2 separate regions of the Mus musculus genome follow, and region 2 is linked to region 1. Evidence: chromatin contacts called from public HiChIP or PLAC-seq data. All regions are on one chromosome and are shown on one strand. The core of a region is the stretch at or near the end of the contact, and the rest is flanking DNA. Distances in the headings are between cores, read along the strand shown. Region 1 has its middle 9.5 kb from the start of Tulp1. Region 2 holds the start of Fkbp5 (FK506 binding protein 5).

What was found. HiChIP or PLAC-seq counts read pairs in DNA pulled down with a chosen protein or histone mark.
Region 2: an H3K4me3 HiChIP or PLAC-seq map of the SCID.adh cell line shows a contact between it and region 1, with 12 read pairs. The contact joins the promoter of Fkbp5 here to the enhancer-like site in region 1. A contact is called at or near these places in 1 of 39 promoter capture datasets (second pharyngeal arch cranial neural crest), 1 of 15 datasets of contacts at CTCF or cohesin (embryonic stem cells), 2 of 484 Hi-C or Micro-C datasets (cerebral cortex and liver), 8 of 115 datasets of contacts at active chromatin or transcription factors (the SCID.adh cell line, effector CD8 T cells, embryonic stem cells and 1 more) and 3 of 9 other capture datasets (adipose tissue, liver and pancreatic islet).

The regions. Positions count from the first base shown.
Region 1 is chr17:28,372,775-28,376,749 of GRCm38.p6, forward strand. No RefSeq gene overlaps it. Among named protein-coding and RNA genes, the nearest start is that of Tulp1, 9.5 kb to the left of the region's middle. Within about 2 kb of position 1,252, at least 71 of the 459 cell types and tissues checked have an H3K27ac peak or open chromatin away from gene starts, as enhancers often do. A contact at or near this core is called in the SCID.adh cell line, where this site is marked.
Region 2 is chr17:28,483,772-28,487,797 of GRCm38.p6, forward strand. Fkbp5 (FK506 binding protein 5) reads right to left here and starts at 2,378. Exons shown (of 11, transcript NM_010220.4): 1 at 2,181-2,378.

The sequences.
Region 1 (3,975 bases), core at 2-2,501:
GGTGGGTGGGGCCCGCTCTGACCTGGACGCTCTGACCTATGCGGCTATGCTTACCCCATGACTTCCATTAAACTGAAACCTCACACCAGAGTCCCCGAGATAGACTCCAGCGTCCCCTGGCCTCTCTGTTTCTCGTTTCAGTGCAGCCATGCTGAATAAATTTTCTTTTCTTTTTCTTTTTTTTAAGATTTATTTATTGTTATAACTAGTTACACTGTAGCTGTCTTCAGATGCACCAGAAGAGGGCTTCAGATCTCATTCTGGGTGGTTGTGAGCCACCACGTGGTTGCTGGGATTTGAACTCAGGACCTTCGGAAGAGCAGTCAGTGCTTTTACCCTCTGAGCCATCTCACCAGCCCCACTTTTTCTGCTTTTCATTACAACTGCCTAGTTATTTATTTTTGAGGTGTTTTTTATTTTTGAGGCAGTGTCTCACCACTGTAACTCTGGCTGGCTTCGAACCCACAGATATCTGCCTCTAATCCTGAGCTCCAGGCTTTGCGGCCTGCTGTGAGCAGATGGCTTAGGCTGGTTTAAGGCTACCAGGGCTCAAGTGCTCACCCTTAGCTCTGCTAACAGCTGGGCTGTCTGTAAGGCCCAGACACAGAGTAGCACACATTCCAACATGCCTGTTTAAAAGGTCAGGGCCCCACACTTGTAATCCTGGCAGCTGAGGCAGGAAGACTTCTGTTGAGTTCAGGTCAACCTGAGTTACAGAACAGGATAGTCTCAGTCTCTCCCTGTTCCTGTAAAAAGAGGTAGGAACACTCAGGCTGGGTCTCCTGTGGACTCCAGTGGGGCAGCCTCCAGCATCTGGAACCCAGGAGACCACTGAACCCAAAGTAGTAGTTCCCAATAGTGCCTCATGTTGTGGGGACCCCCAACCATAAAATCATTTTCGAGGTGGTGGCGCACGCCTTTAAGCCCAGCACACGGGAGTCAGAGGCAGGCAGATCTCTGTGAGTTTGAGGCCAGCCTGATTTACAAAATGAGTTCCAGGACAACCAGGACTACACAGAGAAACCCTGTCTCAGAAAGCAACAACAGAAAATAACCCCAATTATTTTCGTAATTTTGCTACTTTTGTGGATTGTAATGTAAATCTTTGTGCGTTTGTTCGGGTAAGCAATGGCACACGTTGAGAACCACTGAACCTACTAGGTTTCTGGGACAGGCCTTGACTAGGGATGACCCGATGAGGGTGCACAGACTCAACCTCACCACGAGGTGGCGGCAGAGCCCACCCACGGGGGCGGCACTGCTCAAGAGGCAGGTGCGGGACTTATATCTCCTTCTCCACCCTCACCCCCCTCCTCCTCCTCCTCCTCCTCCTCCATTATCTACCTCTACCTTCCTCCTCCCTGAACCCTTCTTCTCCTGCCTCCTCCCCCTCCTCCCCTCTCTCCATCCTTCCTTTCCTGGAATCCATCTTTAGGGAGTGAAGACATCTAGACGTTGTCAGTCAATGAAGTGACCCAGGCACTTTGTGGGACGCCTAACCTTTGAGGTCACAGAAGGGTTGAGGGGCCTTTGGGCAGGATAGTCCTAAACCTGCCGCGTGAGAAAAGGCACACCAGGTTCTTAAAAAAACAAAAACAAAACAAAACAAAAAAAAACCACATTACTGGAACTGGGTCAGTCACTGGCTTTTGATCTCTCTGCAAACGGGGTCCCTATTTTTAACCAGAAAAGTGTCATGTCCAAGGTCCTAACTAAGCCCTCTGAGGCAGAGGCAGCCCTGAAGTTGTGAGAGACATCAGCGCATGTGTGGTCACCAAACGGAGTGTGTGTGTGTGTGTGTGTGGGGGGGGGGTCCTTGTCTGTCGGGATGTCTGGGTAAATACAGCCTGGTGCGCATGCGGAGGGAAAGGGAGCCTCCACAAGCACCTGTGCGGAGGGCGGGCGCAGCTCAGCAGCTCAGCTTCGGTGGCTTACTCCCCGGCTCTCACCCGGGTCTCTCTCTGAACTCAGTCACTGATTGGCTAAACTGATTGGCCCACAAACTTGGGATCCTGTCTCTGCCTCTCTGCGCTAGTCAGGGTTTCCTAGAGGAACCAACGGTGGGTGGGTGTGTGCGTGCGTGTGCTTGTGTGTTGAATGCAAGAGTATGCGTGAGTGTAAGGACAGGGAAGTGGGAGTGGGTGGGTTGGTGAGCAGGGCAAGGGGGGATGGGATAGGGGGTTCTCAGAGGGGAAAAGAAGAAAGGGGATAACATTTGAAATGTAAATAAAGAAAATATCTAATAATAATAATAATAAAAGTCAGCTTTAAACCAGTAACAATGGCAGGAGCACACCTGAGACAACGTTGGGAACCTGGTAGTTGCTTGGTCCACTGGGTGGTGCCTCAGCTGTCCCAGCCTGGCACAGGATGCCAGCAAGGATCTTGGAGAGCTGCTTGTCCCTGGGCTATGATGAAAGCAGGGACAGGCCAGTTGTGCTTCAATCACAGGCAAATTAACTCTGTGGCAAGATGGAGGCCAAGAACTCCAGGACAAGGCGCTCTTCTCCGCCACCCTGACAGTGCTCCAACACTCAGGAAGGTGCCGCCCATAGGCAGGGAGATCAATCATACAATCTGGTCACCGCCTCAGGCGGGGCTCCCTACACGGCCATTTTAATCTAACATTAAAACAACATTAATGCTTCCCTCTGCTGGGGTTACAGGAGCAAGCAGCCATGCCCAGCTTCTAAGTAGGCGCTAGGATCCGAACTCAGGTCCTCATGTTTGAGCAGCAAGCCCTCTTACCCACCGAGTCAGCCCCAAGCCCTGAACTGGCTTTAATGACCCGAGGTCGGTGAACTGGCTGCTTGAGTCAGACACTACTGAGCTACGTCAGCTGGCCCCGGTATCCTCAGGCTTCCCTTCTTACTGAAGTTTTGGCGCGTGGCTCTCATACCTCCACCACCGCACTGATGGCGCAGCCACGCCCTGATCCTGTCATCACTCGAAACTGCCCCGCCCCTGCAATCACAATCCGCCCTCCATCCTTCTGAATGGCACCTCTTCCCATCCACCTTGCGCTGTCCCCAGCCACACCTTCTCTCTGACCTGCTTCAGACATCCTGCCCAGTGGCGCTTCCTGCTCAAGCACCTCTATCTGCCTCCAGACCAGGACCCATGGGTGCTGACTCACTAGGACTCAGTCCTCGGTCAGAGATAAGCAGGGACTCTGACAGAGCAGGAAGTTCTTGAGGACCATTCCCTAGGCTCTGGAGGAGGAGGCGTGGGTCTCCTGCTCTAGGGAATGCTGGGAGCGGTCGGTCGGCTCACAGGCTGGAGGGGTGGGTCTCAGGGTGAGCATTTTGAGGAGATGGGATCACGGGAACCAGCTTGTCTGGCCGGAAATTGGCTGACTCCGTTTCTTTTTTCCACAAGATGACATCTGTAGCTGGACATGGGTGCTTTGTGGGTTTTTCTTCCTTCCACCTTTCTCCACCCCTTAAGCCCCCTAACACTAGATAAGGAAAAAAAATAAGATTTCTGAGTTCGAGGCCAGCCTGGTCTACAAAGTGAGTTCCAGGACAGCCTGGGCTATACAAAGAAACCCTGTCTCGAAAACAAAACAAAACAAAACAAAACAAACAAACAAACAAACAAACAAAAAAAGACAGGGGAAAGGTGGCAATGTTATCTTTTATCGTTAGACACTTCCTGCTGATTTGGGACGTCAAGTTGTTTGGGCGCAAGTTTGATCTTCATTTCTTCTCCTTGTTTCTTCTTTGCCCACAACTACTTAACAAATCGTGACCAACAGGTCATTCTTGGGGACCCTAGCATTTATCTACCCTCTGAAGAGTCTTCCAGAATTCCAAATGTCACGTTTTCGGGAACTGTCCGCAGCTGGCAGAATCACGCCCTTGCTGGAGCACGAGGCATAATCAGAATCAGCTGCTGAGAACAGTCTGACACAGCCCCAGATCCCGATACCCGAGACTACAACAAGAACATATTCTTCTAATATTCCTGGGTTTT
Region 2 (4,026 bases), core at 1,128-3,627, 110 kb after region 1:
CAACTTGCAGAAAATATTCCTAAATTAATTTTAAATGATCTCAAGTGGCTGGACAGTGGTGGCGCGTGCTTTTAATCCCAAGCACCGGGAGGCAGAGGCAGTTGGATCTCTGAGTTCGGAGGCCAGCCTGGTCTACAGAGTTCCATGACAGCCAGAGCTACACAGAGAAACCCTGTCTCAAAATCAATCAATCAATCAATCAATCTCAAGTGGTCCCAACTCATAGCTAGCTCAAACTAGCTAGATGAATAAAATGATTGTTCAATCAATTAGTGTAATTAAATAAAAACGAACTGTGCTCTGAAGTTCAACATTTCTGAAGTATAGATTACACCCAAGGCAGTTACCACACAAGACATATCAGAAGACAAAGGGGAAGAAAGCTAAAAACACTCAGTGCTGCTAACAAACCAGTGTCATTATTAACCTTTGCATTTAAAAATAGGTAAACCGGGCGTGGTGGGGCCCGCCTTTAATCCCAGCACTTGGGAGGCAGAGGCAGGCGGATTTCTGAGTTCGAGGCCAGCCTGGTCTAGTTCCAGAACAGCCAGGGCTACACAGAAAAACCCTGTCTCGAAAAATAAATAAATAAATAAATAAATAAATAAATATAGTTAAAATACACCATTTCTGTAGCACTCCAAAGCGAAAGCTGTGTGGAGAGTATTAGGTTACAGAAATTTATACGTGCTTTAATTGAATAGTAAACTCCCAATAACAAAGGAATAAAACTTTGATGTTTCAACTATCAAACAAAAAAAAAATACCCCCCCCAAAAAGTCAGGCAAATGAGGATCAGCTGGGAGAGTAACAGAAAACGGTTAAGTAAGATTTTTTTCCAAGTCATTTCTTGAATTGATTCAGACACCAAGAGGAAAAGCTATAATTTTTAACAACATATAAAGCTAACAGCAAGAAGTGGGGAGGAAAAGACAAAATGCTTAACCCAAACACACCTTAACTTTTCCCTTGTCCACAGCCCTAAGAAAATGGGATGACAATAGAAATAAACACTCTCTCCTTCCCCTAAAGGAAGCAAAGAAAGTGCCTATTCAACGCCCTGGTCCGCTGGAAAACACACTCCTGAAAGAAGAAGAAGGGAAAAAAAAAAAAAAAAAAATCCCCAAACCACCAGCTCCCAACTGCCGCATGCAGAATTTACTGAATGGCGGCCAAGCGCTGTACACCCTGTCCCGAGCCCCGCCGAGGGCTGTCCCAAGTTCTGCACGCTCTGCTTACGATCTGTACCTTCCAACGCTTTCGCCATGGCTGCAGACACCAATTATTTAAAAAATGAGGCGCAAGCGCTCCACCTGGCTCATCCACAGACGAAGATGAGGAGGAGGAAGATGGTCATAATGCAACGTGCTCCCTTAGATTCATCCCACACACACACACAAAATGCTGGGTTTGGAGTCAAGGACTATGGCCGGAACAGGAGTGGTGATGCCGCTGGGGCGAAGGGAATGAAGATTCCTAAAATAACTTTTATTTCCTTAGTATTATTGAGAGCGGGGGTGAGAGATGAGAATGTGTATCGGAGCCAGTGGTGTTTGTGCTGTGTACACAGGGAGGTCAGAGGACAACTCGCGGTTGGAGTCGGTTCCCCTACTACCATGTCGGTTCCCGGGATCGAACCCAGGTCGTCACGCTTGGCTGCAAGCGGCTGTACCCGCTCAGCCACCTCCGAGACAACTTTTAATTAGCCCTTCCTCCTCAGTACCTCCGAGACCCTCCGGTCACCTGCCTGCCCGGTGCGAGCCGGCTCGGGAGCGGCAGGTGAGGGCGGTGCCCGGCCGGCACGCCCATCGCGCGGCCCCGCGGACGCGGCGGAGCACTCCGTTATCCGCGGGGCTTGCAGGGCTCCGGAAGGCCAAGTTTCCTCCGCGTCCGGAGGGCGGCGTGGCGGAGCGACACGGGGCTCCCCGGACCTGTGGGCTGCGCGGGAAACAAAAGCCGCGCGCGGGCGAGCGAGCCGCCGCCGCCGCGCTGAGGGAGACGCTGGAGAAGAGCGCCGGCCGCTCCACCTCCCACGCGGGGCCCAGGCCTCCCGCGCGTCCCGTCCACGCCATCCCGGGGAAGCCGCGCGAGGGGCGGCAGAAGCGGGACCGCGAGCACGGGGCTGGCTCCGGGGTCCGCCGCGTGCGCGCGCCCCATTCCCGCGGCCATGGCGCCCGTACCTGTCGCCGCGTCCGCCGCCGCCGCGTCCCTCGCTCCGCGTCTCTCCGCCGCCGCGCGCGCCGCTCAGCCCGCCCAGCAGGCCGCCGCTCCGTCCGCACGCTCGGTCGCTCAGCCGCGCGCCGGACACCGCCGCCGGAGACTGGCAGCGCCCGCAAGCCGGCTAGTGCGCCGGGCAGCGCCCGCCGTCGTCCCGCCCCCGCCGGCCGCAGGACCCACCTCCCATAGGGCCACGGGGCTGCCAATCCGCCCCCAAAAGGCGCGCGGGCTGTCGCTCCGCCCGTCCCGATTGGTGGCCGTGCACTGCCTATGCAAATGAGGCTCCGCCCCGTTCGTTTGCATCTCCGCCTCTTCACCGCTGCCCACGTGTCTGGCCCTTGCCCTTTGTGGGGGCCGGAGAAGAGGGATGGAGGAAGCTGACTGACACCTCGCCTCGTCGTCCACTGCCTCCAGACTAAATACTGACCAGACAAGCGTCTGCCTTGCCTGTCTGTCCACCCAGCCTGCCCTTCACGAGCTGCAGAGGTCGGGCCATGCTGACCCCGGAAAATAACCTCCTGAACTTGAAGATGCTCCTTAGAGACTGGGAAAATGCGATGTAGCACCTAGCACCTCTCTCTCTGGACACCCAGTGGGCGTGAAGATGTCGCTTTCCCTTGAGGTTTCTGCCTCTCCAACACAGCAAGCAGCCCAGGTGATGAGGTCAAAAAGGAACCCAAAGGATGGCTGTTGAGCTAGGTCAGCTTCGAGATGGCACCCCCTCGCCACGTCTGGGTGACTCCTATAGACGCTCAGGAGCTGCACCTGGGGACTTGAACTCTAACTGTTCGGTTTTTAAGAAGATTCTTAGAAGAACGTTTATGATGAGTGTTTCGCCTGCTGGGTGTGTGTGTGTGTGTGTGTGTGTGTGTGTGTGTGTGTGTGTGTGTGTTTACTATGTGAGTGCAGTACCCAACAGAGGTCAGAAGAGGGCATCGAATCCCCTGTCACTGGAGTTGGAAGCATCCTGTGCTCTCCCAGCCTCTGGGAGAACAACCAGTGAGAGCAACTGCTCATAACAGCTAGGGAATCTCTCCAGACCCCCGGTTGGTTGGTTGGTTTGTTTGTTTGTTTGTTTGTTTTTTGAGGGGAGGAGAAACTATAAAAGTCCCAATTACCTATGGAATATTTTGTAGCCACAGGAAAATTCCATGTTTCCTGGTTCCATGTCTGCTTTTATTTTAGTTTTGGTTTTTTGTTTTGTTTTTTAAGATTTATTTATTTATTATTATATCTAAGTACACTGTAGCTATCTTCAGACACACCAGAAGAGGGCATCAGATCTCATTACAGATGGTTGTGAGCCACCATGTGTTTGCTGGGATTTGAACTCAGGACCTCTGGAAAAGCAGTCAGTGCTCTTACCCGCTGAGCCTTCTCTCCAGCCCCTAGTTTTGGTTTCTTTTGTCTTGTCTCACTTTAGAACTTATGAAGATACATGTCACCTTGTATGGTGATATATATCAATGTCCATATAACACATATGATATATATCAATGTCTATCACCCACATGGTGGTATGGTCATTCCTTCCCTATCCTCAAAGACCTCTACAGAAAAGATAAAACTGATATAAAAGATACCCCACCCACCCACTCCTCTTGGATAGGGGTCCTTCTCAGTCGCTTGTCTTTCCTCAGTGATTGGAAACCTCCCTTAACCAGCCTCCAGGGAGTGGCCGCATGAATTCAACAACACGCTGTGGGTGGCAACTGTTCTGTTCGCTAATGCCAGTTGGTTAAGCATCTACTTTGCTTACTGAAAGCACGAGGTATGTGTGGGGGAGAGAACATGGAGGTGAGAAGGCAC